Regions from separate parts of the Mus musculus genome. Here region 2 is linked to region 1. A link is a contact called in public HiChIP or PLAC-seq data. All regions are on one chromosome and are shown on one strand. Each heading gives the region's core, a stretch centred on a gene start, on an enhancer-like site or on the middle of the called end of the contact. The rest is flanking DNA. Distances are from core to core; before and after follow the strand shown. Region 1 holds the start of Podn (podocan). Region 2 overlaps Scp2 (sterol carrier protein 2, liver).

What was found. HiChIP or PLAC-seq counts read pairs in DNA pulled down with a chosen protein or histone mark.
Region 2: a contact with region 1 is called in an H3K27ac HiChIP or PLAC-seq map of embryonic stem cells, with 6 read pairs. The contact joins the enhancer-like site here to the promoter of Podn in region 1. A contact is called at or near these places in 1 of 39 promoter capture datasets (the 3T3-L1 cell line), 3 of 484 Hi-C or Micro-C datasets (cerebral cortex, cranial neural crest and liver), 3 of 115 datasets of contacts at active chromatin or transcription factors (embryonic stem cells and extraembryonic endoderm stem cells) and 3 of 9 other capture datasets (adipose tissue, liver and pancreatic islet).

The regions. Positions count from the first base shown.
Region 1 is chr4:108,029,723-108,033,887 of GRCm38.p6, forward strand. Podn (podocan) reads right to left here and starts at 2,232. Exons shown (of 13, transcript NM_172874.4): 1 at 2,148-2,232; 2 at 216-331.
Region 2 is chr4:108,076,160-108,080,324 of GRCm38.p6, forward strand. The region is part of intron 10 of Scp2 (sterol carrier protein 2, liver); the gene reads right to left. Among named protein-coding and RNA genes, the nearest start is that of Mir6397, 9.1 kb to the right of the region's middle. Within about 2 kb of position 2,167, at least 23 of the 459 cell types and tissues checked have an H3K27ac peak or open chromatin away from gene starts, as enhancers often do. A contact at or near this core is called in embryonic stem cells and liver, where this site is marked.

The DNA of each region.
Region 1 (4,165 bases), core at 982-3,481:
TTGTGAAAGGCAGAGGAGAAAGGCCTACAATATCATCTGTTCAGATTCCCTGCTGCACTGCGATTAAAGGCATGCGCCTCCATGTCCTGTACAAATAATTTGTTTTTTGTTTTATAATGTAACTGTTTTATAACTGTGTTGAGAGAGAGAGAGAGAGAGAGAGAGAGAGAGAGAGAGAGTGTATGTGTGTGTCAGGAACAGGAGAGATGGCCCACCTGTTAAGAGCAGTGCTCTGCTCACAGAAGACTGAGCCCAGCACTCTCTGGGATGACTCACAACCACCTGTAACCCCAGCTCTGGGGGATCTGATGCCACTGGCCCTTGCCAGCACCTGCACACACAAACACACAATTAAAAAGGAGGAAAGCAAGGGCACGATGGCCCAGCCAGTCATGGTTAGTGGCCTGCCTCCAAGCCTGATAACCAGAAGTTCAATCCCAGGACCCACGGAGGAGCAGGAGACAACCAATTCTGGCAAGTTGTCCTCTGACTCCCACACACGCTGTGTGGCGTGCACATATGAACACACACACACACAATAAGTAAATAAATAAATAGATTAATTAATTAATCAATTAAAGTTAAGACTAGGACTAATGGTTATCTTCTGCTCATAGCCCCAAGCTGCTCTTGAAGGCTGAGTAGGAGTTCCCCCAAGTGAACAAAGCGGGTGGAAACCATGGACAAGGTGTGGAGTAGTGGCAGGAAAGAGGCAGGTGTGTTGAAGCATGTAAACGGGGAATAGAAATTGGCTGTGAAAGCACAGCTTGCCGAGGGCATCAACCACCATGGCAGGACGTTAGTGATAGAGGGTCGTCAGGGTTCCAATAAGTCATGATCAACACTCTTTGTATGGCTCCAACAAGCCTACAGGTGCCACCTCCTACCCAGGATTCAGACGGAAGGGACAAAGAGTAGCTCTCATGGTGCACAGGTCATTGACTCTGACATCTGACACTTCTTACCTTACACACCGAAGACTGGGCCAAGGGCTCCGAGAGTGTACGGAAGGGGGCAGAAGCCCCAGACCAGTCATTGATGACTTTTTCCAGAGCAGCCCGGGCCCTTCCCAGTGGTGTTCGCCCTGTGAGCCCGGGATCTGGTCATTTGGGCTTTTCCAGGGCAAAAGGGAGAGGTGGAGAAGGAAAGGCCTACCCAGGGGTCTGCCCAGCAGACCAGGTGCCTCTTCGTGCCAGGCAGAGCGCGGTTGCACCTCCCCCAGCAGACATGCAGGCTGCTAATGCTCATCCTCCTGCCACCTCTTGCACACCTGCATCCTAGCCTGGGCGACAGCCCTCCCTGCACGCCTTCTTCAGCAGCAGCTGCCTCCCAACCCGGGGCCCCAGCACTGGAATCCCAAGCCGACCCCACCCCCTTCTTCCACCTGACTGCAGGTCAGCTATTCCAACTCACCCATCCCGGTCCACCCCAACCCCCACCCTGCACCAGGCTGATAGTGGTTCTGAGACCCACACAACCTGGGGACGACCGTGCTCCTTGCCCTGTCCCTTTCTGTGTTCCGCTGGAAGCAGCTGCCTAGACGGAATGGTCGGAGTGCAGTGCCCTGTGTTAGTTAGACTGCACCTAAACTGCCGAAACCAAGTTCCGCTGCTTGACTGTGCGCCTCACCTGCCCTGGCTCCCTGGGGACTGATATCTGCCTTTCTGTGCTTGTTTCTGTATGTAAAGAGGTCGGTGTTGGACTCGGTGAAGCCCCCGACAAACTGACGTGAAAAGACGCAGGATGCCCTGGGTCCCAGTTCTCGGTGCAGAGGTTCAGGCCCCTTCCCAGTTCCACCTGCCCCCACAGTCCCTGTCACCCGCCCGTGTGCCTCCACCTCCCCTCCCCATCCGCTCGCAGATTCTTTCCAGATGTGCGCAGCGGGAGGAGCCCGAAGGCAGGGACTGAATATCGAGTAAAAAAAGGGTCCCCTGCCCCTTGCTCCGGATCCCGCAGGGGGGCCGCCACCCCATATGGAGGTGTGCCTAACCGTGCCCCTTGCGCGGGGTCCGCCCGACAGGGTGGGATACGGCGATCCTCCCCTATCGCGGCTGTGGCAGTGGGAGCACGGCGGGATGTCAGAGAGAGCTGCCCGGGCGCAGCCGGTGGCCCGTGGTCCCTCGGCTCACCGGCTGCCCGCGTCCTACCTGCCGCTGCGCGCCGCGCCGTGGGCGGAACAGGCTCGCGGGTGTCCGCTGCGCTCCGCGGGCGCCGGCTCCTGTCATTCAAGTCGAGCCGTGGGCGCAGCGAGCCAAGTTTTGTTGTGGGTTCTCTCTCCCCGCCTCTCCCCCGGCCCCCGCCCCGCGTGCATCTGCCGGACGCCGGCCTCTCCCGACACAGGCGCAGGGTCCCGCTGGGCGCCGAGAGGGAGGGCCGAGCCCACGGCGCCGGGCTTGGCGGGGGGCCCACTTCCCGGGAGCTCGCGCCGCCGCCCCGGCCGGCCGCAGCACCACGCCCCCAACACCGGGTGCCTCCAGCGCACCACCTCCGCCTGCCAGCCTGCGGGCTGGGACCGCACCCAGGCAGGCCCCCCGCACCTGAGGAGAACCGAGAGGGCTCCTTCCTTCCAGTTCCTCCGCGCTCAGCTTCTTCCTCAAGGAGTTTGCAACCTTCCCGGGCACAAGTACCTTCCCTGTTCCCTCTCCCACCCTAGGGTCCGGAGCATGGCTAATGCTGCGTCAGCCAAGACCCTTCTGGACCCCTTCCTGTCAAAATTCCTCCTTCTCCTCCCCACCATCCACCCTCACTCCACTGGCCCTGGGCCCACAACTTGGTGAACCTTGAAGGAGAGTTAAACTGGACCGGAGTCTTCAAGCACACAGGTTCTAGTCGCGGAGAAAGCAAGGGACTGAGCAGGGAGCACTCCATATTGCTCCCAGGAGCTGAAAATGGTTCCAAGCACAGGCACATTAAGTACTAGCAGCTGAAGCAACACTGTTTGGCGCCAAGGGCTTCGTGGTGGAAAGGCGGGTGAGACTGGGTTTGGGTGCTACTTGGCACCTCTGCTGTGAAACAAACCTGTCTTCTACGTGCTGTGGCCTTTGGGCAGGACCTACTTGGCTCTCGGAGAGGGATAAAGATAATAAATCAAATGTGGAACCACTTGGCCACCTAAACTGCCGAGACCCTAAAGGGCTCTGGTTAAAGTGGCTGCAGACCTTTCCCTCCTGTGCTGCCAGGCAGTCAGTTTATATCTCCATGCATTAGTCTCTAGTCCTTACAGCCCTGCAAAGGAAGATTATTTCCCCATCTAATAAGTAAGGATGTGGCCTGTGCTTGGCTGCGTAACTAACATCATCATTCGGAGCTGGGGTTCTGGCCCATCTACCCATTGCAAAAGTCGTCTGTGATGCAAACAGGCAGGTAGGTAGGGATAGAGCCTGTGTTTGAACCCACAGCCATCTGTTTCCATTACCCATCACTGAAGAACTTAACACGAATGGGAAAGGGAAATATTTTGCCTTCTTTGGCCTCAAATTCCAATCTTCTCTGAGCTCAAACTTGAAAGTTGGTATGATTCACAAGATTGGACAGGGCCCAACAGAGATGCATCTTGTGTTTTCTGGACAGAGCCTAGATTCAAGTGGAGCTAAAAGAACTGGATTCTATTGGCTGGTTTACCCATGAACCAAAAATCTTCTAGAACAAGAAAAATCAGCACATGCTGAGTGCCAACGAAGTGCCAGGCACTGTCCTTAAACATCCTGGCCAGCCCTGTGGGGGAGGTACGGTAGAATACACCTGGAAGGGTCAGGGTGTTTTAGGGCTAGGCACTTAGAACACTACACACTCACTTCTGCTACCATCAAAACTAGCTCTGCCAAGCCAGTGCCCACACACGTACTGTGTCTGTGTGGTGCTGAAGGCACCAGCTACATTACAGCCTGGAGGGATTGTGAGTGTCTCAGGAGGAAACGGAGGTGACCCTCCGGCCTTCAGAAGGGATGGGTACCCAGCTGACTACCTGTGCACTTCGGCTCCTTCATGCTGCTTCTCAGAGTCAGCATCTGTTCAGTCTAAGATCACTACAGTGTATGGGGTCAAGTAGACCTGGGCCCAAAGGGAAATGCATTAAAAACTGTCTACATTAAACAGAAAAATTCCAGGTCTTCTCTGCACAGCTCTGGTCTCACAGTAAGTCCAAAAAAAAAAAAAAAAAAAAAAA
Region 2 (4,165 bases), core at 917-3,416, 46 kb after region 1:
CTGGTAATGATTTGTTCACTGTTTGGGAGTGGTTACAAAGTAAACAAAAGTACGTGGATTATATAAAGTGTTAATCCAGACGCTTTTCTGATGGAACACTAAGATCCGGAAGCCCCAGATGCGATGCCGATGGTCTGAGTGTGGTCCAGATAACAGTATGCTGAGTAGCCACAGCCTCGGAAAGAAGGAAGGAAAAGAGTCTGGGAAGTGGGAACAAGGGAGAGAGCCCCGGAGATGCCACATGGGGCTTTGGACACAGGCCCCTGAGGAAAATGAGTCTGGGGTGCTTGAAAAAGAAGACACTGTAACTGTAGGAGAGGAGGTGCAGGGAAGGAGCTAGGGACCCAAGGTAGATAAAATGACATTTGGCCTGCGCCTCTGTGTGGGTGAGAAGCTAGCAGGCCTTTGAAGAAAGAAATGATGCTGGCCAGCTTCTAACACAACCATCTGCTTCTTCTCCTTGTATATCAAAGAGACTGAAGGAATCCGGGCAGGCTAGGGGCCGGCTGGGAGATGACCACAACCTAAGGCACCATGCTGGCTGTGACAAAGACTGACTGGCAAGATGTGGTATACTCAGAATTTATTAGAAGGCAGAGTAGGAGCCAACAGAATCCAAAGATGGATTTGGTGGGGCATTGTGAGAAGGTGACTGAAGACTGATTCTGCAGAGGTCAAAGGATGGCTCCGCAGTTAAGAGCACCTGTTATTCTTTTGACAACCTGGATCCCAAAACAAACTTGGGCAGTTGACAACGTCCTGTAACCAAGGGATCCAACAATCTTTTCTGGCCTTTGTGGGTAGCCCTACACATGCTTGTAGATGCACACGCACATGTACACACACATGAATACATAAATAAATCTTTAAAAAGAATGGTTCTCCAGTTTCCTGTGTGATCAACTGAAAGATGTCCAAGTTGGAGAGAGAGGTTTGGGAAATATTAGCAGTCCAGTTTCTGAACTTAGGTTTGAGCTACAGACAAGCCATCAAAAAGCAAACAGCACACACAAACTCACACACACACACACACACACACACACACACACACACACACAAAATCAACCTATAACACCCTGAAAAGTAGGCAGTTTGCTCCCTGAATCTAGATTTCAGGGAAGCACTGGGAGCAACCTGAAAGTCATCACTCATCACATGATATTTAACTGGGTTCCAGTTGCATGTTCCCTGTGTGGTGAGTGTGGTGTAGGGGGCTACTTCTGATGCTCTGTTAGGAAATCTGTGTTTACTGGCACAGAAGGTCCTTACCACCAACTGGCTTTTGATCTATCAATAAAGATGTCAACAGTCAATAGTTGGACAGAAAGAACTCGAGGTGGGACTTCCAGGTTCCCATAGGCTAGGAAAGAGGAAGAGAATGGAAGTGAGGGACCCTAAGGGCTTTTTCCAGTCCCACACCCTCCTTACAGCTTCCCTCTCCCATCTGGGGTCAAGGCTAGGCCAAGTTACATTCTCCACCCACAGGAACATTCTTAGAAAAATTATTAGAATGTCCTGACTGATAAGTTACCTGACCCTCTGGAAAGTCCCAAGTAGAGTTCAAATGTGTGTCACGCTTGCTGGACAATAGATTTAAAGGTCAATGTGCATAGCCAATATGTTTGAACTGCAACCTTGCTGATGTAATAGCCATTCAGGGTCATCTTCTAGTCACTCACCTTGAGGGACTAATTGAAGCTTGACTCCTACAAGCTGGAAAACAAACCTCTTGCTTTTGCATCAATCTGGGTGTCTTGGGGGGGGGGCACGTCTCAAAGTAGACACCATTGACCAATGGTCGGGGTCTTACAGAGGTACTTGGGGGAGAGAGATGGGACAGACTTGGAGCTACAGGGGAGATCTTACAAAATGTAAGTAGAAAGGGAAAGCACCTTGGGCAAGAAGACCAACGGGCTTCACAGAAGGTAAGTGAGCAACTAAGCCAAGGGCAGAGTTAGAGGTGTTGAGCTGGGAGTGAAGGTAAGGGCATGCTAGCCACGAAGGCTTAGAAGAGCCCAGCCACAGACCCAGTAAGCCAGTTTAAAAATAAGCTAATGTGGGTGTGTGTCTTTTATCCAAAGATCTGAGATCGCTCCTGGGCAGGTGCATGGTTGTGACCAGTTGGGAACACAAAATGGTGTAGACAACACTACACATTACACAATGTGTTCGTGTCCCACAATGCTCCTCTCCTAGCACCACCACTGAAGGCATGTATACAGTGCTAGTCACATCAGAGAGTACACCTGATTAGCAAGGAGAGAGCTCAGGGAAGCTGCACACAAGGCTGAATTCCAGTTATGCTTCCTCAGGCTGTCCTGATCAGCTCTGCACAAGTAAACTGCATCCCAGAATAGCACTCCACGTCAACAAAGGTAGTGTTCTAGAACTAAGTCTATACCCTTACTGTACACCCCAACCCCCAGCAGACATACACACACACACACACACACACACACACACACACACACACACACACACACATTTGGCTTTTTGAGACAGTCAAAAGTATCCCAGACTAGCCTTGAACCCCAGATCCTCCTTTCTCTGCCTCCCAAGTGCTGGGATTACAGATGAGCAGCACCATCCCACTGAAACCCCACCTTTGTACCAACAGAACCAGGAAAACAAACCCCACAGGCTGAACAGTAAGCATTGAAGGGCACAGTAGAGAGAGTCAGGACAGAGCCCCACCTCCCTAATTACGAGTGTAGACTTATACTCAGAGTAAGTGAGTCTGAGGTTCACTCCACAGCTACAGATGCATGGGATGGCCCCAAACCAGCACAGCACAGGCTCGGGAACTAAACAGGGACTTCGGCTGCCACCTCAGAAGGCAAGTCAGAATTTGTGAGGACAAACTGGGCTGGCTGTGAAAGGAAATAAAACTTGAGACACGTGATTCATGTAATTTATGTCAAATAGCCCAAAGAGTTGTTTGTGAGCTTTGAAACCTGGGGCTGAGAACATAGCAGAACAGGCCAGGACATGCCTGGGCAGGCCCCTCGTTACACGTCCTGACTGGCCTAGTGCCTCCCTATCTCCTGCCCTTCTGACAGTCTGTTGATGTTTAAATGGACCAATCATGTGAAACCGCACCAATTCCTCCCCCAGCCCCACCCCTTTTCTATAAAACCCCTAGCTTCCAAGCCTCGTGGTGGAAACCACTGTCTCCTGTGTGAGATACATTTCGAACCGGAGCTTCGCCATTATAGCTCCACCATGTGGTCGACACCTCTGTCTCCTGCGGGAGATATGTGTCGGCCCCGGAGCTCCGTCATTAAACTTCCTCATGCTTTTACATCAAGATGGTCGTCTGTTCGTGATTCTTGGGTGCACGACGAATGGGAATTAAGTGGGGGTTTCCCCACTAGGTTCTTTCGGTTGCTTGCTTAATCACAAACAGTGAGATAATTCAGTTAGTAAACAAATTTCTAAACCTGAGGACTGAGTACTCACATAAAAAGCTAGATTTAGTGTGTGTGTGTGTGTGTGTGTGTGTGTGTGTGTGTGTGTTTGTAATTCTAGTACTGAGGAGGCAGAGACAGCAATTTTCTGGGGCTCACTGACCAGCCTGACTACCCTAAAACCAGGGAGCCCCAGGTCTAGCAAGAGACTTTGTCTCAAAAATTAAATGGGGGGAGTTGATCCTTAGGATTGACACTAGAGGCTGATGCCCACTTCCCTACAGCTCATATTACATGGCCCCACCACTCCTCTCCAGAGGATGCTGAATAAAGTAGCATTCATGTGTTCAGGATGCGATCTAAATTATTCATCCCACAAAGAACCTGAACCACCCCCCACCAACCAACTCCCAAGAGGAAAGAGCTGGACAGATGCCAAACCCCAAAGTTCAGATTACAAAATGATCAAGGACTTTCAAATTGATACTAGCGCTGCAAGGTGAAAGAGACACACAAATAAACACCAAGACAGACAGAGTTCTCCACAGAGCCAAGAAGCTAGAGAATGAATCAAATACAGATTTGAAAAGTGAAATCTTTGAAATAAAACACTGAGTCCAGATGTGCTAGAGCATGCCTGGGATGCGAGCACACCAGGGGCAGAGGCTGGAAGGTCAGGGACAGCCAGAGACCGACACAGAAAGGCCCTGCTTCTTTGTTCCTTTATTTTTTCAGTACTGGAGATTGAACTCAGGCTC